7 separate regions of the Mus musculus genome follow, and regions 1, 3, 4, 5, 6 and 7 are each linked to region 2. A link is a contact called in public HiCAR-type, HiChIP or PLAC-seq and promoter capture Hi-C data. All regions are on one chromosome and are shown on one strand. The core of a region is the stretch at or near the end of the contact, and the rest is flanking DNA. Distances in the headings are between cores, read along the strand shown.

Region 1 (2,724 bases), core at 96-2,595, 290 kb after region 2:
ATCTTTCCAACAAAATATTTCCAACAAAATAGGTCAGCAAGTACAATACACTAGTCGGGCAAGCCTGGAAAACTGAATTCCATTGTAAGAAGCCACATGAAGCTCAGAATGGACTCCACCAAGTTGTTCTCTGACCTCTACACTTGTCCCATAGCATATGTACAAGCACATACACAGAGAAAATTTAGGAAACAGTCACCTCTATTAGTTTTTGAAATGTGACTCTCTTCACCCCACTAACAACATTAATCGCTAGCCTTTATTATCTTTACAGTTTATTTCAGGATTTATCTCCATTTGATGGATAGAGATTTAACTCTGTAAAAAAAAAAAAAAAAGGCTGAGGGCAGAGTGGCTCTCCCAACGTTGTGGAGGCAGAAGCAGGTAAATTTCTAGTTTAAAGCAGCCTGATCTACAACAATCGGGGCTATATAATGAGACCCTGTCTCAAAGGGGGGGGGGGGGGGGGGGACTAAACTGCCCAAGTAGTTCACTAGAAACAGTATGGAAGCATTAAACATCTAAACAAACCAATTAATCCCAAATTCTGTGCTTTCCCATTGTAGCATCCTGCTTCCTAGAGTACCTTAGGAAAAGCCAAATTGCCCTCATGTGTAAAACTTCAAAATGAGTAAATACAAACTATTTAACATGTAAAACCTCTTGATCAAGGCATTCCCTAATAAAAGCCGATTCTCATGATGCACTCTGACAGTTCTAGCTGGAAGCTTGAGTCCAAGTGGTCTAACTACGGTTAATAGGTCAGTTACCGCTACGGTCGGCCTGTCTAGGCTTACCTTATACACCACCCCCGCGATGGTAGTGCCAGTTTTCCGAGCTTTCGGGAGCTTGAACCCCTTTTTTGCGAAATCCGCTTCCAAGACAGCATTCCTAAGGGAAGGCACAGAAATCAAGTGTTAGAGGACAAGACCACTGGCGAGAAGAGTGGGTGCTTAGGAAGGAACTCAATTTTCTTCCACCCCAGTGTGATCACTGGATTCTCCCATTATTAGCACCATCGGCGAGGAATTACAGATCGGGGCGGTGACCCAATCCCTCCAAAGCCACAGGAAAGTCCAAATCCTTACACACTGGCAAGGGGAGAGGGCCGCGCCGGCCTCAGAAGCAGCCCGCGCTGGGGCCCGATTCCCTGAGTCACACGGCCGCGGGCACCATCCCCACGCTCGCCTCACGCCCCCGACCCCGGCCGCAGCCCAGTTCCGATCCGGCGTACAGAGTTCCCACTCGGGTCCCGATCGCGCCCCCGGGCATGAACACACCTGCGACAATTATCAAAAGAAAAGCCTCCGACCGGTGGCTGAAACACCGACACAGCCGCCATCTTGCCAAGAAAGTGTTTCCGGGCCGAGGGCGGAGCGACAAAAAAAGAACTTAGCACTTCCGGCGCCGCGAGAGACCGGGACGAGAGGGCGGGGCAAACTTCGAACTGGCGCTCTTGGACATAGAGTTCTTGAGTTCTCACTTCCTAGAGAGGCTTGGGTCTTTGAAGTAGTTTTGCCTCAAGTCCTGGGAAGGGGAAACTGACGATCAGCCGAAGGGATGGAATTTGTTAAATCAGATAATAAAATTCCCCCAATAACCAAATCTCCTGACGCTCAGACCAGATCTGTTTCTGCGGTTAAACTAGAATCCGGCGTGTATCAGGGACATCCACACACCCCAGGTCCAGGCAAAGCCGCTGAGCAAATCCCTTTCAACTCCCTTATTTCCTACTGTTAGTGTGTAACGGAGCTTTCACCTTCCTCAGAAAGGCAAACAGACACATGGAAAGACGTTTCGTGCCCTGAGTCACGAGGACAAGGCAACCCCAAGCCCCCAGTGAGACACTGCTTTGGACCCACTACAATGACTGGAGTTGGACAGAGAAAAACTCTCTGTGACAGGTGGGAATATAAAACGGTCATCTGCTCCGGAAAACGAACTGGATCTTAAACCAAAATTATCACTGTCATACCTACCCAGAAGAACTGGAAAGCTAAGTTCACAGATGCTTCTAGGCAAATGAGCATAGCAACCAGGTACCTAACAGGCAAATCGGGAAACAACACAAATGCCCATTGACGGATGAATGAGTAAACAAAATGTGGAATATCAGCACAGTGAAACAGTATTAGGCCGTAAAAGGGAAGGGAATGTGATACCTACTAAATCAGGGGTGACCCTGGAAAACAATTTGCTAAATATAAAGAGACTAGGCATGGAGAAGAAGAACCACATTGTATAATTACATTCACATGTGATATACTATACATTCATGTGGTAATCATGTTCACATGCCTGTGGGTACATGTGGGTGTATGGTTAATGTTGGGAGTCCTCCACCACTCTCCACTTTACTCTTTCAGTCATCTTCCCTCTGGGCCATCTCCCCAGCCTTAGAGAGTTCCATTTGTATGAAGTATCTCAAAATAGGCAAATCTGCAGAAGCATAAAGTGAATCAGTAGTTGTTAAGGCTGAAGGAGAGGCACTGGATTGTTTATGGGCACAGAATTCATAATGTTACCCAGCACTATGAGTGCAGTGTTATGTAATTTTAAGAAAATCTTCTACTGATGGAAATGTGAGGCTTGCTGCGGAAGTCAGGAAAATATTTTTAAACTTATTTAGGCAATAAGTGACACCCTCCATGACTGTGAAATGAATTCATTTACAAATATTTATTAAGCACCTACTATGTCCTATTATGATTGTAGCTGAAGACA
Region 2 (2,700 bases), core at 186-2,685:
GTTTCAGTAACTGTCTTGCCCTTTTTCTTTTTCACCCCAAATCACATTTTCTTTTCTTTTTTTCTTCTTCCCGAATCCCTTCCTGTTCCACCAGACACCTAGCCATTGCCCCGGGTTCAGCCACGAGACTCAGGGCTGGCAGTTGGGATTTGCTGGGCAGGCCATGTTATTGTTAGTTCTTGTGCAACCAGGTGGCAGGGTGGGTCCAGAGTGGGAGAGCTAGTGGGATGGAGTACCCCATAGGAAGGAAGAGAATAGGCCTCTGGTCTTTAAGAACTGCCAAGTATATCCCGGAGTGAGAAGATCCAAATAGGAAAAGAAAAAGAGGGAGCGATTAAGAAATTCGCTGAGTGCCTACTATGCTCTATATATTTTCCACTCATTTCTTTCATCACACCCAAACACCTAAAAGGAGGGGGCCTTCTTGTTTCCCTTTGAGAAAGTCAAACATTGTAAAGGAGGTTGAGTCACTGTCTCCGGATCACACTGCACGTACATGGGAGAGAGCTATGGACTCCTTGTTTCTTTTTCTGAGTTCCTAAAGACATGCCTCCAGACTGCAGAGCTTTGGAGAAATCCAGGAGCTACACGCCTGGCAGTATAGTCCCTAGCTCACTTGAAGAGAGGATATGCTGGCCGGCCCGCTACCCTTGGGAGTCATTGCTCTGGTGGCACTTGCGCCTGGTCCCCGGGAGGGCTGCGCTGCTAAACGCAGCGCAGAGAGTAGCGCCCCAGACCGAAGCCCAGATGGGCGGGAAGCAGCCGAAGGCTCTTGAAACAGTACTCCTGGTCTGTCTTCTCTGCCCCTCCTCAACCCCAGGTTCCAGAGGCCAAGGGGGAGAATGGAGACTTCCTCAAGCATCCTTTGGCAGCGCTTTTTTAGGACAGAGACTCCAGGAAAGGTTTAATTTTTCTTCCTGAAGAAACACAGGAAACTGTTCGCAGCCTAGAAAACTCCAAACCCCGCGCTCTCCCTTCTCCCTCCCTTGCGCCTCCTCCTCCAGCCTCGCCCACCAGCTCCCACCACCTCCTCTCTCCGCTCCTCTCCTCCTCTAGCCTTTCCCCTCCCTTTGGGTCTCCCGCCTTCCCGGAGCACGCGCTGCCAAGGCCTGGGGCGGCGGGCGGCCAATGGCACGGCGGCAGGACGTGATGTCAGGCGCGGCTGTAGAAAAGGCGCGGAGGCTTGCGCTGGCGCGGACTGCAGAGCCGAGGCTGAGCTCGGCGCGCGCTTGGGTAGCGTTGCGCGCGGCTGGGCCCGCGGCCGTCGGCTCCTCCTCCCACTCTGCTCCTCCTCCTTTTTCCTCCTCCTCCACCTCCTCCGCCGCCGCCTCCTCCTCCTCTTCCTCCTCCTCCTCTTCAATTCTCCCAGTGGCTCGGCTCAGCTCGCAGGCTTCGCGGAGACCCCCTACTCCAGTTCGCCTTTGGTTGGGAACACACCCCGGGGGGAAGAGACGTGCAGGCATCTGGGCCGCCGCGGGCACCTAGCTGTTCCTGGGTGAACCCCGACTGCAGCCACCGCCGCCTGGGGCAGAGTTTGCGCCCCTGATTTGCGCCCTGGGCGCCAGAACCCAGCTAGCGATGCCTGCGGCGTGAAAGCGCCCACAGCGGGCGCCGACCTCTGCCCTGGTCTCCCGCCCCCACCTCACCCCCTGCCCTTGTGACCCTGGCTTCGGCGCCGCCGTCCAGGCGCCCCGCGATGTAGCTGCCCCCACGCCTCGGCGGGAGGCGTCCTGGCCCGCAGGCGCCCGCGGCCCGGAGCCCAGCCTGGGGGCGCAGCCGAGCTCGGGCGGGGCCGGGGCCGCGGTGGCGATGCACTGGGCCGGTTAACGCCGGGAGCGCCAGGCAGCTGAGGCGGGGGGCAAGCCCTTCCTCGGGGCAGCCGCATCCCCGGTCCCGCCGCGATGCTGTTCCACAGTCTGTCGGGCCCCGAGGTGCACGGGGTCATCGACGAGATGGACCGCAGGGCCAAGAGCGAGGCTCCGGCCATCAGCTCCGCCATCGACCGCGGCGACACGGAGACGGTAGGCGCGCGGCTGTGGAGTTGGGGCTGAGAGCTGGGACCTGGCGGGGCCAGCCAGCGCCTCTGTTCCCCGAACTTTAGGTAGAGTCCTCCGAGACGCACGGGACCAAGGCTGGGGAATCCTCGGACAGGGTGCAAGGCCCGGGGCACCAGACTCAGGGGAAACTCAGCTGCTAGAGAGGAGGAGGGAGTCAAGGTTGAAACCCAGATCTGGACTGCGAGGGTGGAGGAGAACGTTGTTCTAGAAGTGGAAGGGGAGTGGAAGTGGAGGCCACTCTCTTCTCTCCGCTCCCGGAGGCGCTCCGGTCCACAGACCTGACTCTCCACTACTTTGCTCCTGGTGCTGGCGCCGACGCCTCGGGAAAAGGGAGAACCGGTGGAAGCCCTAGCTGGTTTGAATCGCTTTCAGTCTTCTGGCAGTCTGGGATTCTCTCCTTAGCTCAGTTTCAGGGCCCTGCGACATCTGGGCCAGCACTTTCCGTTGATCGTGACCCGTGTTCCTAACTGGCTAGATTTGGCCAGGCAATGGTTCGGAGTTCAGTCACCGGCCTGGCTTCTGCGGAAGGAGACTCCATTAGGTTCTCTGTACCTGGCTCTGCTGTCCCGGCCCCAAATAGCCTCCCCCGGGGCCAGACTAGCAGACGCTGCCTAAGCAGCGGCTGCAGTGACCTTTAGAGACC
Region 3 (2,700 bases), core at 185-2,684, 480 kb before region 2:
TCTGGAGAACCATGTGACTGCCAATAATCTTCCAATGCAGGTACCTTCTCTGTACACTATGGCCATCACCTAGTTTAGAGTCCAGTGTCTTTGGTGCTGAGCTTAGATGACCTGAAGCCTCAGCCTCAGCCTCAGAAGGGCTCAGTGCAGCCCAGAACTCCAGGAGAGAAGCTAGAGAGCCTCTCTAAGTCTGTTTCCTTAGGCGTACAAGGGAGAGACCCTTCACTTCATATTGAAGGTCTTAAATCACATCTCTGTCAAGGATGTTGACAGAAATTACCTATAGGAACATGCAAAGGGCCAGTAATGTCCTTCCCGGTTCTTTTTAGATATCATTTGAGGTTCATATCACATCTGAGGTGGCAATGCCAGAACCCTCCCTTCAACAAATACCTATGGTCAAGGTGATCCTGTCCAGACAAAGTAGGGAGAGGCTGCCAAGGGAGGGGTGATGTGAAAGCAGAGCACCCACGAAGGGCAGGGGTGGGTTAAGTGGAGTGGGATGAAAGGCTGTGAGCAGAGAGCAGGCTGGGTTGGGCAGGAAGCAGATAGGAGCTGCTGTCTGGGGTATACAAGCACATCATATATAGGATGAGAAAGGAAGATGCTCCTTCCTCATTGGGCACATTTTCCTGAGAGCTAATGATTCAAGAAATGGTGGGTGCTGGCTCTGCAGAAGACACAAAAATTCACTTCTCAGCACATTCTGACTATTCTTTCCCAAGCATTTCCCATCCAGCAATGAAAGAGTCCTACGGAGGCTTTGCAGCACATTTCTGAAGGGGCTTGGCTCACCCACAACAGCTGCCATGTCACCCCCATTTACTGGCTCCTAGTGCCTGTAGAACCAAGTAAAGTTCAGAGGTGGAGAGAAGCCTGATACCCCACCTCAGCTTCTCATTCTCCAAATACCTTGGTTCCAGTAACCAGTTCTCCAGAAGGTTCCATTGACCTCTGCTTTTTCACGTGCCACATCTTCTCCTGGGGAATTTTTCATGTCTTATAAAACCTAACTCAAAAATCTAGCAGACTTGGGATGGGACACTTGTCATGGTCTTTGCTGAACCTTCTGTAGGTCTTGAGCACCCAAGCTTTCCACTGCAAGAGCATTTGGGGCTAGTCATTGCCTTGCCTAGTCACCTGTCAGTTCCCACTCCAGAGGTGTCTTTCTCAGGGGCAGAGGTGTCTGGAGTATCACTAGCTTCCTGCATAGGATAACAGGGATGCTGGAAGAGAAGGCAAACAGAGTACACAGCCAGCCAGAGGATGCAAGGAAGGCTAGGAAAGGAGGGAGGCAGGGAAAAGAAAAGGTAGTGTATGCAGGGAGGGGTGAGAGGCAGAGGAGGCAGGGAACCCCGGCTAATTAGACCACATGTGCAGAGCAGCATCTGGCTCCAAGTACAGCAGTTTCCAGCACTCCTGGAGTTGTCGTGGAGACGACCACATGACCCGCCCGGAGCTGAGGCTCTGGGGCAGCAATCCAGATGCACTCCTAACATATTCTGACAGAGAGCAGATGGACAGCTATTTGCTGGGCCAAAAAATGCCAGCTTCTCTCCCCTCCAGACCCTGTATGCCCTCGATGATAATTTTCATTGTGTAAAGTCACTTTTTAAAATTTACCTCAATTTTTCTATTGTATGTATGTATGTATGTATGTATGTATGTATGTATGTATATGTGTGGGTGTTTTTTTCTTGCATGGATGTCTGTACCCACAGAGTCTAGAAGTGGATGTCAGATTTTCTGGACCTGGAGTTATAGACAGTAGTGAGCCACCATGTAGATGCTGGAAATAGAACCAGAGTCTTCTGAAGAGCAGCCAGTGCTCTTATCTGATGAGCCATTTCTCTAGTCCCAGTGTAAACTCACTCTGAATGACCCCCATCCACTGGTTCTCTCACAGATCAGTGTGGGCACCACTACTTGTGTACCCACCTCAACAGCCTGGTCCTGTGGCATAAGTGAGGAGATGTTACCACTTTTAACAAAGGGGCTCTTCAAAGTTTGGAGCTGAGATGAAAGGATGGACCATGTAGAGACTGCCATATCCAGGGATCCACCTCATAATCAGCATCCAAACGCTGACACCATTGCATACACTAGCAAGATTTTATTGAAAGGACCCAGATGTAGCTGTCTCTTGTGAGACTATGCCGGGGCCTAGCAAACACAGAAGTGGATGCTCACAGTCAGCTAATGGATGGATCATAGGGCTCCCAATGGAGGAGCTAGAGAAAGTAGCCAAGGAGCTAAAGGGATCTGCAACCCTATAGGTGGAACAACATTATGAACTAACCAGTACCCCGGAGCTCTTGACTCTAGCTGCATATATATCAAAAGATGGCCTAGTCGGCCATCACTGGAAAGAGAGGCCCATTGGACTTGCAAACTTTATATGCCCCAGTACAGGGGAATACCAGGGCCAAAAAGGGGGAGTGGGTGGGCAGGGGAGTGGGGGTGGGTGGATATGGGGGACTTTTGGTATAGCATTGGAAATGTAAATGAGCTAAATACCTAATAAAAAATGGAAAAAGAAAAAAAAAGAAAAAGAAAAAAAAAAACAAAAACAAACAAACAAACAAAAAAAACCAAAGGGGCTCTTAAAGCCAGGCTCCCTGTTGCAAAGTGTATAAATCTCCCAACTCTGTGGTCTTACCTAGCAGAATAGGCAATCCTTTGTTATGTCAGCCTCCAGTG
Region 4 (2,981 bases), core at 22-2,521, 310 kb before region 2:
GTGCGATTGTCATGAAGCCTGGGAGAGGTTGAAGACTTGACTTCAAAGACTTGCAATGAGACATCTCCATGTTTGTAACAAGCTCATATCTCCAAGTTAAATGAAAACTGGCTGAACTAATGCCACCTCCTTGGCTGCAGTTAAAGGCTCAGAAGATAATGGTAAGTGGCACTGGAAGGAGCCTTGTGCTGGCCAATTAAAGATGGATTGTGAAAGGCCAGGAAAGGTCATGGGCAGAAAGGTTCAGCTCAGCCATGGCCTAAGTTCCAATCTGGACCTCCCCCCCAACCCCTTATACTCCTGGGTAATGGAAGAATAAGTAGGTTTCTTGAAAAGTGAGTCGTATCTTCGTTCTAAAATAAAAGGTCCTGGAGACAAGCTGTGCCAATGATGGTAATAATGAGCTGCTAGTCTGACACTTAAAAGATATTTATTGAACACCTGCTTATGGAAAATTTTATATTAAATACTTTATAAACATCATTTCTAGTTGCCACAATAAAATTTGAAGATAGATATTATCTCCATATTACAAATGGACATGATTAATGTTCAGAGAGGCAGATAGTCTAAGATCAGTGAACATGTGGAGGATCTACGCTGGAGCCAGTCATGCCATACCCAGGCCCTATCCACTGTATCCACAGACTCTTTATGTCTCTGCATTTATACACAATAACCTGAGAAAACACTTCTACATGAAGCACTTAGCTTACCAAAAAGTGGTACTTTACTTACTTACTATTTTATTGATTTTGACACAGTGTTTCACTATGTAGCTTCAGCTAGTCTAGAAATTGCTACATAGCCCAGACTGGGCTTTGGGCTTGCACTGATTCTTCCCTACTTCTGCTTCCAGAATACACTACCACACCAGGATTAACAACTGGATTTTTATTTTACAATTATTATAATTCAAACTGTTAATTTGCATTTCTACTTTACTCAATCACCTAACATTAGACACACAGAAACATTCTATTGTGGAAAGTGGTTAAAGATTCAAAGCCCAGGCTGTATCTTTATAAGGCATTTCACAAATATGTTAGGATTTCTATTCCAAATGAAATACCAGACCTTCAAATCAGAAATGCATTTTGGGAAGAAGAATGTCTAGTGGAGAGGGGGGACATCCGCCTTTACAGATGCAGTGGATTGTAAAGAGTGAGCCAGCATAACTCCAAACCAACCAGTCCCCAGGCTGTCCTTTGAGATTCTGTCTTGCTCCATTGCCCATGAAATGCTGGGGATCAGGGGAGGTCAGAAACATTCCTAGAATCCACTGGAATGAAACAGCTGCACACCCAATAGTTCCTCCTGCCCGAGCTGGCTTGTCCTTGAGGCCTGACAGCATGCTGCCAGTGCAGACATTTGGGGAAGGAGTGGCCCTTCCTCCCAGGCAGCTGGTGACCTAGCCTGGCTACTCCACAGCTACCTGTCGGATGCTATTACAGGCTGAAGCAGTGACATCAAGTGTTTCAGAAAAAAGACTTGAGACAAAGGCAGGGTTGCTCTGCTTCAGTGATGACTGGGTCTAAAGCTCACTTGCTCATCTTTTCAGGCAGCCTCTACTTCCCTAAGAGCAAATCCTCCATAAGTAAATTCCTTCCCTCCTTCCCTGTGTCCATTCCTTTTCCCTATTACCTTAGCATTGTAAAGGCTAGTTCATCATTTGTAAATTGCATGACTTTACATACATGCCCTTTCCTCTCTAAACCTTTCCTCTATGACATGAGAATGTTAATACCTACATTGGGAACGATTTTGAACATCACAGGTATACATTAGTATAAATTAGAAACTTAAAATAGATTTGTTATTGTTATTGTTATTATTACTGGCAATACTATGGCTTTTAATACCATTCTGGTAAAACCCATTACTTTTCCTTATGAAGTCAGACACCTTCCTGATCCCTGAAACCAGTACTGTAACTGCTTCTTGAGAAGCTGGAGGAGAAAACTCTCTAATCTGCCAGGGCTCTGTGATAGGAAGACGGGTCTGCATGACAATAGGTGCCTGGCCAAATGGTGTCCACCACAGAATTCTGATTAAGGCAATGGCAGCTTCCAACTAAGAGATAAAGAATTTAGTAAATGAATTATGGAAAAGATTCTACACACCTCTTTTGATGTCCTATTTGGCAGATAAGGAAGCTGAGCCCATACAGTTAAAGGTCTTGATTTAAGTCACTTCAATCACTAGCAAAATAGACAACTGGAACAGAAATTTCCCATCAGGTGGCATACTAAACTGTGGGGCTGTGAAAGGCAGCCTATTTTGGTTGAATGAGGCTTGCTCTGGCAACCCAGTAGAAAACTCAAGGAATGGAACATCGAGCCACATTCCCAGAGACAGGTGCTTGATACCACAGAGCCCCCAACTCCATAATTCTGCGACTATAAGTCACACAGACAATGTCCCAAGCTTCTGGCATTCTGGCTAGATTTCACCCCCACAGTTACCTGACTATAGCCAGGTATGCTCCTCCCCAGTTACCTGACAGCAACAAGCCCATTACAAAAGGAGCTGCTTGGCTTTACCTTTCTTACTCTCATCTCTAGACCTCCTTTTTTCTCTCCCTTCCTCCCTCTCTCCACGTGGCCATGGCCGACCTCTCTTTCTACCTTCTGTCTTTTCCCCTGCCTTTCTACAATGAAGCTCTAAAACCACAGACTGTCTCTGCTCATCAAGGCCTGCTATGCTTGAACGATGGGATAGGCTTTCCCATAACTAGCTGTGTCTAACCTCCCACCAGAAGGTCCAGCATTCCAGCCACAGACCGGACCAAGGACTCTTGCCTGCATGGGAACCATCCAGCACCCCTTCTCTCACTTCGGCCCCGGGGCCGATAGAGCCGCCCCCGGGGCCCCCATTTTGTTCTCAGCTCTTCCATGTTGTCCAGCCATGTCTAGGATGCCTGAGACCAAAAACCTATTACCTAGGACTGCCCCTTGCCCAATCCCCGCCTAGTTGGTATT
Region 5 (2,864 bases), core at 11-2,510, 340 kb before region 2:
CCTGAGTCACATGGTGGGTTGCTCTAGCCTCCACAGCACTATGAGAAGCTGGATTATGCCTAGAGATGCCCTTCTCTAGACTGGCCAAGGCCACAACCAAAACTCACAAAGAGAAGATCTCTCAAAGAACTAAGTGCTAGTCTGTCTTCACGACTGCTTTCTAAACAAACATGTACAATCTCAGTTATACAGTTCTAAGTGGAGATGAACCAGTGGTACATAACCAACAATACCAACAAATTAATATTGTTCCTGAGGGGAAGAACAGTATGCTCCATGAACCCAAATCTGGTTGCATATCAATCAATAGGGAAATCTGGAAAAACAAAATAAAACATCCTGGGTTCTTCACTAGACCTTTTGAACTGAAGTGTTTGGAGATGCTGTCTGTGAACCTGCTTTTTAAGCATGGATCCTGGGTGTTTCTAACAGTATTTGGAATTGCTTATAATCTGAATGCTCTGTCTAGTCCAAAGCAGGTGTTCAGTGTTTGTTCCAACTACAGAAGTGGCAACAGAGGAGGATAAAAATCAGTGTGGCAACTGGGGTGGGCTGAGGTTGTATTAAAGAATCACACACTCTACTGCTAACACACTATTGTATTATAGTCTCCTCGACATCACAAGGCTCTTCTTGCTCCAGTTACAGTTCAAGGTAAACAGAAGAAAACCAACTTACACATAATTAAATGAATACAGTTCAAAAAGCAGTGAATTATATTTATGTTTTAAAAACCGACATAAATAAAACATAGCAATCTTTTCTCCTGCTTCCTATCAGTGGAGGTTTCTTTCATTTACTTTGAATGGTTTTTCATATTCTCTGAGCCACGATAAAATTTTATGTAATGGAGATTAGAGAGGCTATGCTACTCGTGAGTTTGGCTGCTGAGCCTGTATTTCATGCCACTTCATTACATTTTGTTAAGGATTTCCCTCTTCACCAAAAGGATTAGCTTGCTTCTCACTTCTTTGAATACTCTTCTTAGGTTGTCAGTGTGACTAGGTTAATCTCAACCCCACCCCCTCTCTCAACATATAAAAGATGAACAAACAAAATGTTCGATTTATTTTATTTTTTAAATAGAACACTAAATTTAGTCTTAGACTTCACTGTTTGGGAAGTTTCCAGTTACAAGGTCTTGGCTTCCCTTGAGCACAGTTTGAAACAAAATAATGCAGTTTGTTCCTACGGCTGGAACATGCAGAGTGGAGTGTGCAGGCAAAGAGGCCCTGGCTCAAGTCCAGTGTTTCAAACCTCCTTAAACTGCCACTCTCTTCTTTGCTTCAAGGGCTACAGATAAGCAAACAGGATTAGTTTGTTCTCGTGCAGAACCAGGAAAGCTTTGCACATGCTGGTAAGATGCCTGGCCACCGCCTGGGCTGACACAGCCATGTTAAGGTGGAGTTCCTCCAAAAAGAAGTGAAAATTAAAGCAAATCTGAAAATGTGTCTCAGCTACAAACTGTCCTTTCTCAGGTCACCAGAGCAGATGGTGTGCACAGACAATGGACTGCTGTCTGTATGAGTGAGTATGATGGGGCAGGCAAGGTTGGGAAAGGATCCAGGACTTCTCGTGAACACTGAAACATCTACAAAGGCCAAGCTGGGGGTGTGGCGACAAGACACAATTATCACCTACCACTTGTCCAGGGCATCAGTACACAGACCCTACCCAAGTCCTACATTCTCTGGGGAAAATGTGTGTTTGTCTAGCTGAGAAGAAACGGAAAAAATAGCTTTGTGTTAGTTTTTTTCTTTTCTCTAAATGAGGTATACTAGAAAAATTTTAATTGTAAACTATAATTACATTAATGCATACTAATGTAATTATATATGGGATCTATTCATAATTACATGTGGAAACTCAACTGCATAATTGATTTGCCATCGAATAGTGCTTTCTTCACCCATCCCCTGGATAGTCTAAATAAATCCCTTAGTGAAGTAAATATGACTTTACATCAATTAGCTGGAGAGTCTGGGGTTTCGAAAGTTCTTCTAGCACCCCTAACTTATAATGGGGGCAGTTACAGTCAAGAAACAGAAAGCTGGAAGAAGTACAGCCCATGGCCCCTGAAGCCATTGTGCTGGCTCAGAGTCCTACCCCCACACTCTGATCAAGGTAGCTGGGGAGACTGGGCAGACATGAAGTCTAACAAAGCACTGACAATGGTAGAGGAAGGGGCATTGGCCAAGAGAGGGAGGTGTGCATCCCTTGTGCCAAGATTTGAGCTGGGCACATGGTGGTAGTGTGTGTGTGTGTGTGGGGGGGGGGGCTGTTGCTTATGAAATCTGAAGTGAAGAGCTTAGCTGTGTGCATGTGAAGGCAACAGCAAGCACGCACTCAGATCTATGGTCATTGGAATCAAGCCAAGAATTTTTCTGGGTGCACAAGTGTCATGAGGTACTCATGACAAGTGGAGAGTTACCAAGGAAGCAGTATGAGGTAGCCAGAGGGTCTTGTTCCCAAAAGAAGTGGTTTTTAATTTTATCTCTTCAGCTCATCTTATACAAGGCATTTCAACTTTTTGGTTGTTAGTATTTTTATGTACAAAAGGGTAATGAAACCAAGTTGCTCCTGGGGTTGTTACAAAAACTAATGGGAATATGATAATCACAGATGCCATAGACATACACACATGCAAATATACCTGTGGACATATGAGTATGCACAAGAATGTATGTTACATAGCACTTCATACACTGAATATATGGCTCAGAAAGGTTAATGTAAAAGTATCTTAAGAAAGGCCAAGGGTTTGCTTTACGAAATACTGAGTGTGTGGGTCTACATGAAGGTGATGTAGACATTTATTCTGGAGATATCATCTCTGACCTTCTCTAGTAGTCCCTGAGCTATAC
Region 6 (3,014 bases), core at 273-2,772, 380 kb before region 2:
GGTGTAAAGCAGAGATTGACTGGGGTTCTACCGAGACACTTTCATGTTCCCAAGATAGCCTGGTGTGAGGCAGCAGTAGGATGGAGGAGCAGCAGCAGGAACAAGAGAGGCTGGTCTGGATCTTAGGGGCCTAGGACAGGCTTTTTAAAAACAGTTGAATCCCGTGTCATCTGTAATATAGGTACATAGATACTTGCTACATATGATCATAAGTGCATTTTTAAAAGAACAAATATGTATTTTGTGTCTGTGTAGTCAGTCATGACCAGAGTAATTTTGGACATCTACTCTGCACAGGCTCCCAGTGGCAGCACCAAAGAGCCCAACATGGGATAACTGGGGGTGGGAAAGGTGTGCAGGATGGAACTTAGTTTTTCTTTTTTATCTTGTTTACTATTATTGTTGTTGTATGTATGTATGCTATGGATCAGCATTTCGAGGGCAACCCTGGAGGGTCAGCTCTTTCCTTCTGCCATGTGGACTCCGGGATTAAACTCAGAATCTCAGGCTTGCACAGTAACTGCTTTTATCTACCAAGTCGTCTCTCGGGTTCCTGCATACTATGCTTTGTTTGTTTGTTTGTTATTTCCAGACAGGGTTTCTCTATGTAGGCTTGGCTATCCAGGAATTCACTATGTAGACAAGGCTAGCTTCGACCTCAGAGATCCAGCTGCCTCTGTCTCTGGAGTGTTGGCATTAAAGGCGTGTACTACCACCACCCAGAAACACACTGTTTTGATAGAACTCATATCCTCATTACCATGGCCACCATGGCTCACTCAGTTCATCCCTTTGGGAAAGGGTAAATGACTTGCCTCCTGCTCAGCTAAGATGCCCTCTCAAGCAAGTCTTTTCAATAGTGGGTTGCATTTGTTTGTTTGTTTCTTTGTTTTTAATTTTGAAGGTAGAGGATATAGTTAAAATGAAACCCAACCCAAATGACATCTCAATAGTTTGTTATCAAAAATTTATACTGAGTGACTACTTCTGGGTTTTATGTAGTCATTTCTCCTGCTAATTGGATGCCTGGGATTACAGAACTTGAAGGTCACAGAAAATCTTGAGGGACTGGCAAGTGACAGAAGCTCCTATGCATTCTGTATCCATCACCTCTGTCTGATGTCTGCAGCAACACAATGATAGCCACTCGTTGTGCACTTGTGTGGCCCAACCGTTTGTGTATATCATCTTAATCTCGGATACCCTTATATGACAAAGAGGGATCCTCAGGGTCTGAGAGTAAAAACACATAGCTCAGGAGCATGGGATTCAGCTTACACCGACACCACTCCCTACTTACTCTGACACAACTGTTTCTTCTGACAAATATAATAGACCTCAAGAGCTTTTGCTGGAGTATCAAACCCATTTGATAGATGAGAAAACCAAGGCTAAAGAGATGAAATAGTATGTCTGTGTTGTTAGAAGCACATGGTTGCAGTGTTCTTTGTACTACTCAGCACATATAAAATGTAGCCAAATGCATGCGCATATATATGAGCACATAACAAAGAACAGCTTGGGGATCCGGTGGCCTCCTAGGAGGAAAGCAAAGAAATAAGAGGAAAGAGGCAAGTATAGATGGGAAGAGGAGAGGCAAATGGGAACCTAAGCTCTTGATTCTCCTGAAATCTTGGGTACGAATAGAGGAAATGTGACATGTTTCTTCCCTTTCTCTGACCCAGAGGTCACCAAGCTGCCAAGCAGTTGATAAACGTGGTAGCTTTGTTTTGGAGCCAGGAGTCACTGATGGACTCCTTCCTGCCCCACAAAATTAAAATCGAAGTCCACAGCTCAGAGAGCCTTAAGAACCCACTGGAATTTCCCAGCATGCTTTAAATAGAAACAGAAGCTTGGCAGGGGAGGGAAGTGGGACAAACACTCCCAGGTCAGGGCCACCCCACCTCACATGGTAGTAAGCACTGATGCTCATTAACCCAGCTTGAGACCTCATCCCAGACCAGCAGAGGGCCTGCTCTCCAGTGGGGCCTCTTCTGAGTGGCCACTCACATTGGTTAGTCATTCACAAGAGCTGTTGGGCTAAAAGAACTCAGGGACAATTATACCATGATCTCTGAACTTCAGGGGCTGTTGGCCTCCTTTGTGATGGGCCCTAGGAAAATCTGACACAGAGTAGACCTTGCCTCAGTAGAGTACCCACAGGTACCTGGAGCTTGTTTGGGTGGCCAGAAAGCCCCAAGGTTGGTGTTTCAGCTTTTCACCTGCCACCTCTAGACAAGGCACACAGCTCTGGCTCCCCTCTTTGTGGGCTGGGAAACAAGACTGGGGGGAATCACTGACAAATGCACAGGTTCTCTCCAGAGACAGCCAGTTCAATATTGGTAGGCCCTCCCCCCTTTAAGCTGAGTTCTGCCATTTCTCCTTAAGCCACAATCTTCCAAGTCTATCCCAAAACAGCCTCTATACAGTGGAGTAGAGAGTGAAACTTCATACCCTTTACTCCATCATTGCTGGAAACTTTCATGTAAGAGTCAAGAAATTGACATTCTTTATTCCCTTTTTCTGTTGGTGGGACCGGGGAGAGAGTATTTAGTGAGACAGCCTGGCTCCTCCCTGCTTTTCTAGGAACTCTTCCTGACTCTAGCTCCTATAACAAGTTATGGTTTCCAACTCCTTAGTCAAGTACAAGGGACAACAGGTTCAGTGATACTTCCCATGGTGTTCTTCATGTGCTTGATTACTAGCCCCTTAAAATTATGGTTTTAACCTACCCTTTTCCATACAGACCTGCACCTAGAAAATGGCTTTATATTATAATCTAATTTAAAGTCTTCCCATATCCTTGTGCAGTAGACATTGGGGTCTCAATTCATAAACAACAAACTAAAGTTCTAAAATAAGTGACTGAGCTTGGGAATGTCCCACATAGAGCCTGGGCCATTTATTATAAGATGACACAGCTGGTGCTGAGCAAACACTGAGGACAGTAGCTGCGTCATACCTACCTCTTCTGGCCACCACAGATAGGTTGCTAAATAGGTAAGTGGGCCCTA
Region 7 (2,789 bases), core at 23-2,522, 440 kb before region 2:
CTTCCTGGAACACTGACAGGCAAGTTTTCAAATGCATATGGAATATTCACTTTCAAGTAAACTCATGGAAGGCAGCCTTGTGGTAAAAGGGCTTTAGTGTCTAACTTGGCTCTGATACCCACACTATAATCATTATGAGCTAGAATAAAAATCTACTTTAAAAAAAAAAAGATCAAGAGAGGGCCACATTGACACTTTGGTGCTTAAAATTTTCCTTCAATAGGGTTCCTTGGCTCTTGTGGGGACTGAGGCAGGGAAATCACAGTTTGAAGTCAACCTGACTATAGTACTGAGATTTTTTTTTTTAAGATTTATTTATTTATTATATGTAAGTACACTGTAGTTGTCTTCAGACACACCAGAAGAGGGAGTCAGATTTCGTTATGGATGGTTGTGAGCCACCATGTGGTTGCTGAGATTTGAACTCAGGACCTTCGGAAGAGCAGTCGGGTGCTTTTACCTGTTGAGCCATCTCACCAGCCCCCCAGTATTGAGATCTTATCTCAAACAAAAACAAAAGAAATAAACAGAAACAGGCCACCTAAGCCTGATCTCTTTACTGGGAGACAGTGTGTCAGTAGAAAGGGCACAGGCTTAGGATCAATCAGGTTAGTGCCTAGTTAAGTCATACATGCCCAGGCTACAAAGGTTCACAATAAATATCTGTGCTTCTGTTTCCTCACTAGTCATGGTTCTGAAATACTGGCTCCCTTATCTTCACCCCATGAACAATGTCCTGGTGAACTAAGTGATCCATGGGAAATACCCAGCTCACTGCCTGACACGCTAGAAGGTACCGAAACCACCAGCGTCCCCTCCCCCAAGCTGGTTCTCCCCAGTCCTGCTGAGGGTAAAGCCAGAAGTTCTTACTACACAATTCACAGGGTCCTCATGGCAGGAGGCCACAGGAATGGTACAGCTGGATTTAAAAAGATGACTAAATTATCCAACAATGGCAAATACATATAATAAACCTATCCCATGAGTGTTTTATTTGGTTTCAAGGCCCTGCTGAGCCCACATCCTGCTATCCCCTTAAACCTGGGGTCTGCAAGGCTTCTCACACAGGGAAAATTGGTGGTGCCCTCTCTCCCACTCAGACTTGCTTCTTGTGCCCTCTGCCCAAGGATGGCAATGTCACAAGGGCAAGGGAGCTGCACAATGCCCAGAGATTTATGAAAATACGCATGAGAAAGAGGGAGTGCTGTGTGGAGCGTGTCATGTGGGCAGGCCTGGTGCATGGGAGCAATTAGAGCCAGTTTGCAACAACTCAGTGCTGCTCTATTCAATTGCTTAAAGAATTGCCATGGCAACAGCAGCCACACATAGTAAAGTGGCAGCAAGATGGAGCAAACACTTGAAAAAGACTCTCTCGTTAACCCTCCTCCCTTCCCCAAAACGAATAAAGGGCCATTTTGCTTCTCTGAAATGGCCTTCCAATCAATGTCCACACTTTATACCAAAGTGGGTGACCAATGCCCATCCTCATTTTTGCCTTCTTGCTTTTATTTTATTTTAGGTATTAACGATGATAGCAGCCTTTTAATGAGCTCCTACTATGTCCTGGGCCCTGGGCTGGTGAAAATATCATTTAATGATTCCACCAGCTGGCATTACTGTGTGTAACTGTATCTGCACTGGGGACAATCAAAGTCCTGGATACCATCCCTGAAGGCTAGAGAGATGGAGTCACAGCACAGTTGCTTGAGAGGGTCAGCTTTAGTTGAGCCTTAAACCAGCATCTCACAAGCCCAGTTGTGTGCTAGGGACACAGATGACTAGGAAGTTCTTCCCCTCAGAAAGATCATCCAGTGGAGGAAACAGGCAAGATGTCCATGAGGAGGATACCACCTCCCATCAGCTGATGGGTAATCTGTTAGCTCTGTAGCCATACAAGTGATAGCACAAGGAACTGAGTGCTTAGACTGAGTTCCAGCAACATGCCCTGTGCTTTGTGGAGCATTTTACAATCCTGTCAAGAGCACCTCTCAAGACCATAGAAGGCAGTGCTTATTCATGGGTGGACTAAGATGTGGAATCAAACCTCACACAACTGTGACTTGCCTGAATCCAAGTCACCCTGATAACACACTTGTAGTGTTTACTCTGTTGTAGCTTCTGGCAGAAGGGTTGCAGTTTAGGTACATAGCTTATTCCTGGAACAGGACATTTGAAGCCAAGAGGCCCTTTGTGATCATAAAATTAGCCACAAAAAGGGCCAGTGAAAACCTGAGTGGCTGTTGCCGAAGCGCTCTGAGCAAAGGGCTCTCTGTTCCCCTTGTCCCCTCAGTGTGTGAGACAGGTTCAGGGGCCATTCTGGTGTGCTCCACATAACTGACATCATAGTGAATAGTGACTGGTCTCTCAGGCTAGAAGTCTGAGCTCTTCTGAGGTGACCACAGTTAAGTCATGAGACTCCATGAATGAGGAAACTCTTCATTCAGTCAGCTCTTTGTTCTTGAAGAAGCAGCAAGATAAAGGTGGGGACTAGAAGATGCAGTGAGGGAAAAGGAGAATGAAGGATCCACAGGCATTATGTGGGTGGAGTCACGCAACCATAATGGGCTGCCTTGGCACTGACTGACTGGTGTCTGTCTGAAGAAGGCTGCTCATGTCAACCTTGTCATGGGGCCTCTGACATAGCTACACATAGTAGGCATTCAAAAATGGTATTTGGATAAATAGACAAACCCCTCAAAAATATGCTTGAAACACAAAGAAAGGAGTCCAAATCTGTTTCAGTTTTGCCTGTGGGCTTGATGGCCTGGCTTGCTGTGGGGATAAAGTCA

Evidence for each region. HiCAR-type assays count read pairs that join an accessible place to other places. HiChIP or PLAC-seq counts read pairs in DNA pulled down with a chosen protein or histone mark. Capture Hi-C pulls out chosen DNA fragments and counts their contacts.
Region 1: a contact with region 2 is called in a promoter capture Hi-C map of liver. The contact joins the promoter of Psmb7 here to the promoter of Lhx2 in region 2. A contact is called at or near these places in 6 of 39 promoter capture datasets (the 3T3-L1 cell line, embryonic stem cells, frontonasal cranial neural crest and 3 more), 1 of 484 Hi-C or Micro-C datasets (embryonic stem cells), 10 of 115 datasets of contacts at active chromatin or transcription factors (embryonic basal ganglia, embryonic forebrain, embryonic hindbrain and 5 more) and 2 of 9 other capture datasets (adipose tissue and liver).
Region 3: a contact with region 2 is called in an H3K4me3 HiChIP or PLAC-seq map of embryonic limb bud, with 4 times the contacts expected there. The contact joins the enhancer-like site here to the promoter of Lhx2 in region 2. A contact is called at or near these places in 8 of 39 promoter capture datasets (the HPC-7 cell line, HPC-7-derived erythroid cells, cranial neural crest and 5 more), 11 of 115 datasets of contacts at active chromatin or transcription factors (craniofacial prominence, embryonic basal ganglia, embryonic brain and 8 more) and 2 of 9 other capture datasets (adipose tissue and pancreatic islet).
Region 4: a contact with region 2 is called in a HiCAR-type map of kidney, with 2.1 times the contacts expected there. The contact joins the enhancer-like site here to the promoter of Lhx2 in region 2. A contact is called at or near these places in 7 of 39 promoter capture datasets (the 3T3-L1 cell line, the C10 cell line, cranial neural crest and 3 more), 1 of 15 datasets of contacts at CTCF or cohesin (the NIH/3T3 cell line), 1 of 484 Hi-C or Micro-C datasets (nephron progenitors), 13 of 115 datasets of contacts at active chromatin or transcription factors (bone marrow-derived macrophages, embryonic basal ganglia, embryonic forebrain and 9 more) and 2 of 9 other capture datasets (embryonic stem cells and liver).
Region 5: an H3K4me3 HiChIP or PLAC-seq map of embryonic forebrain shows a contact between it and region 2, with 5 times the contacts expected there. The contact joins the enhancer-like site here to the promoter of Lhx2 in region 2. A contact is called at or near these places in 7 of 39 promoter capture datasets (the 3T3-L1 cell line, the C10 cell line, the HPC-7 cell line and 4 more), 4 of 484 Hi-C or Micro-C datasets (bone marrow-derived macrophages, cerebral cortex and cortical neurons), 15 of 115 datasets of contacts at active chromatin or transcription factors (astrocytes, bone marrow-derived macrophages, craniofacial prominence and 12 more) and 2 of 9 other capture datasets (adipose tissue and liver).
Region 6: an H3K4me3 HiChIP or PLAC-seq map of embryonic forebrain shows a contact between it and region 2, with 8 times the contacts expected there. The contact joins the enhancer-like site here to the promoter of Lhx2 in region 2. A contact is called at or near these places in 9 of 39 promoter capture datasets (the 3T3-L1 cell line, the C10 cell line, the HPC-7 cell line and 6 more), 4 of 484 Hi-C or Micro-C datasets (adipose-derived mesenchymal stem cells, bone marrow-derived macrophages and cortical neurons), 22 of 115 datasets of contacts at active chromatin or transcription factors (the 230-238 cell line, astrocytes, craniofacial prominence and 16 more) and 2 of 9 other capture datasets (embryonic stem cells and pancreatic islet).
Region 7: a contact with region 2 is called in an H3K4me3 HiChIP or PLAC-seq map of embryonic forebrain, with 6 times the contacts expected there. The contact joins the enhancer-like site here to the promoter of Lhx2 in region 2. A contact is called at or near these places in 7 of 39 promoter capture datasets (the C10 cell line, the HPC-7 cell line, cranial neural crest and 4 more), 1 of 484 Hi-C or Micro-C datasets (bone marrow-derived macrophages), 16 of 115 datasets of contacts at active chromatin or transcription factors (bone marrow-derived macrophages, craniofacial prominence, embryonic basal ganglia and 12 more) and 3 of 9 other capture datasets (adipose tissue, liver and macrophages).

Annotation. Positions count from the first base shown.
Region 1 is chr2:38,642,561-38,645,284 of GRCm38.p6, forward strand. Psmb7 (proteasome (prosome, macropain) subunit, beta type 7) reads right to left here and starts at 1,346. Exons shown (of 8, transcript NM_011187.1): 1 at 1,281-1,346; 2 at 798-891. The coding sequence starts at 1,342.
Region 2 is chr2:38,349,873-38,352,572 of GRCm38.p6, forward strand. Lhx2 (LIM homeobox protein 2) reads left to right here and starts at 1,436. Exons shown (of 5, transcript NM_010710.4): 1 at 1,436-2,021. The coding sequence starts at 1,902. Gm27197 (a long non-coding RNA gene) reads right to left here and starts at 868. Exons shown (of 2, transcript XR_374289.3): 1 at 1-868.
Region 3 is chr2:37,868,402-37,871,101 of GRCm38.p6, forward strand. The region is part of intron 13 of Dennd1a (DENN/MADD domain containing 1A); the gene reads right to left. Among named protein-coding and RNA genes, the nearest start is that of Crb2, 94 kb to the left of the region's middle. Within about 2 kb of position 1,435, at least 17 of the 459 cell types and tissues checked have an H3K27ac peak or open chromatin away from gene starts, as enhancers often do. A contact at or near this core is called in craniofacial prominence, embryonic limb bud and pancreatic islet, where this site is marked.
Region 4 is chr2:38,039,755-38,042,735 of GRCm38.p6, forward strand. The region is part of intron 7 of Dennd1a (DENN/MADD domain containing 1A); the gene reads right to left. Among named protein-coding and RNA genes, the nearest start is that of Dennd1a, 250 kb to the right of the region's middle. Within about 2 kb of position 1,272, at least 16 of the 459 cell types and tissues checked have an H3K27ac peak or open chromatin away from gene starts, as enhancers often do. A contact at or near this core is called in kidney, where this site is marked.
Region 5 is chr2:38,012,686-38,015,549 of GRCm38.p6, forward strand. All of the region lies in intron 9 of Dennd1a (DENN/MADD domain containing 1A), which reads right to left. Among named protein-coding and RNA genes, the nearest start is that of Crb2, 240 kb to the left of the region's middle. Within about 2 kb of position 1,261, at least 59 of the 459 cell types and tissues checked have an H3K27ac peak or open chromatin away from gene starts, as enhancers often do. A contact at or near this core is called in adipose tissue, cerebral cortex, cortical neurons and 8 more, where this site is marked.
Region 6 is chr2:37,968,424-37,971,437 of GRCm38.p6, forward strand. The region is part of intron 11 of Dennd1a (DENN/MADD domain containing 1A); the gene reads right to left. Among named protein-coding and RNA genes, the nearest start is that of Crb2, 190 kb to the left of the region's middle. Within about 2 kb of position 1,523, at least 18 of the 459 cell types and tissues checked have an H3K27ac peak or open chromatin away from gene starts, as enhancers often do. A contact at or near this core is called in cortical neurons, embryonic basal ganglia, embryonic brain and 3 more, where this site is marked.
Region 7 is chr2:37,907,654-37,910,442 of GRCm38.p6, forward strand. The region is part of intron 13 of Dennd1a (DENN/MADD domain containing 1A); the gene reads right to left. Among named protein-coding and RNA genes, the nearest start is that of Crb2, 130 kb to the left of the region's middle. Within about 2 kb of position 1,273, at least 47 of the 459 cell types and tissues checked have an H3K27ac peak or open chromatin away from gene starts, as enhancers often do. A contact at or near this core is called in embryonic basal ganglia, embryonic forebrain, embryonic limb bud and 1 more, where this site is marked.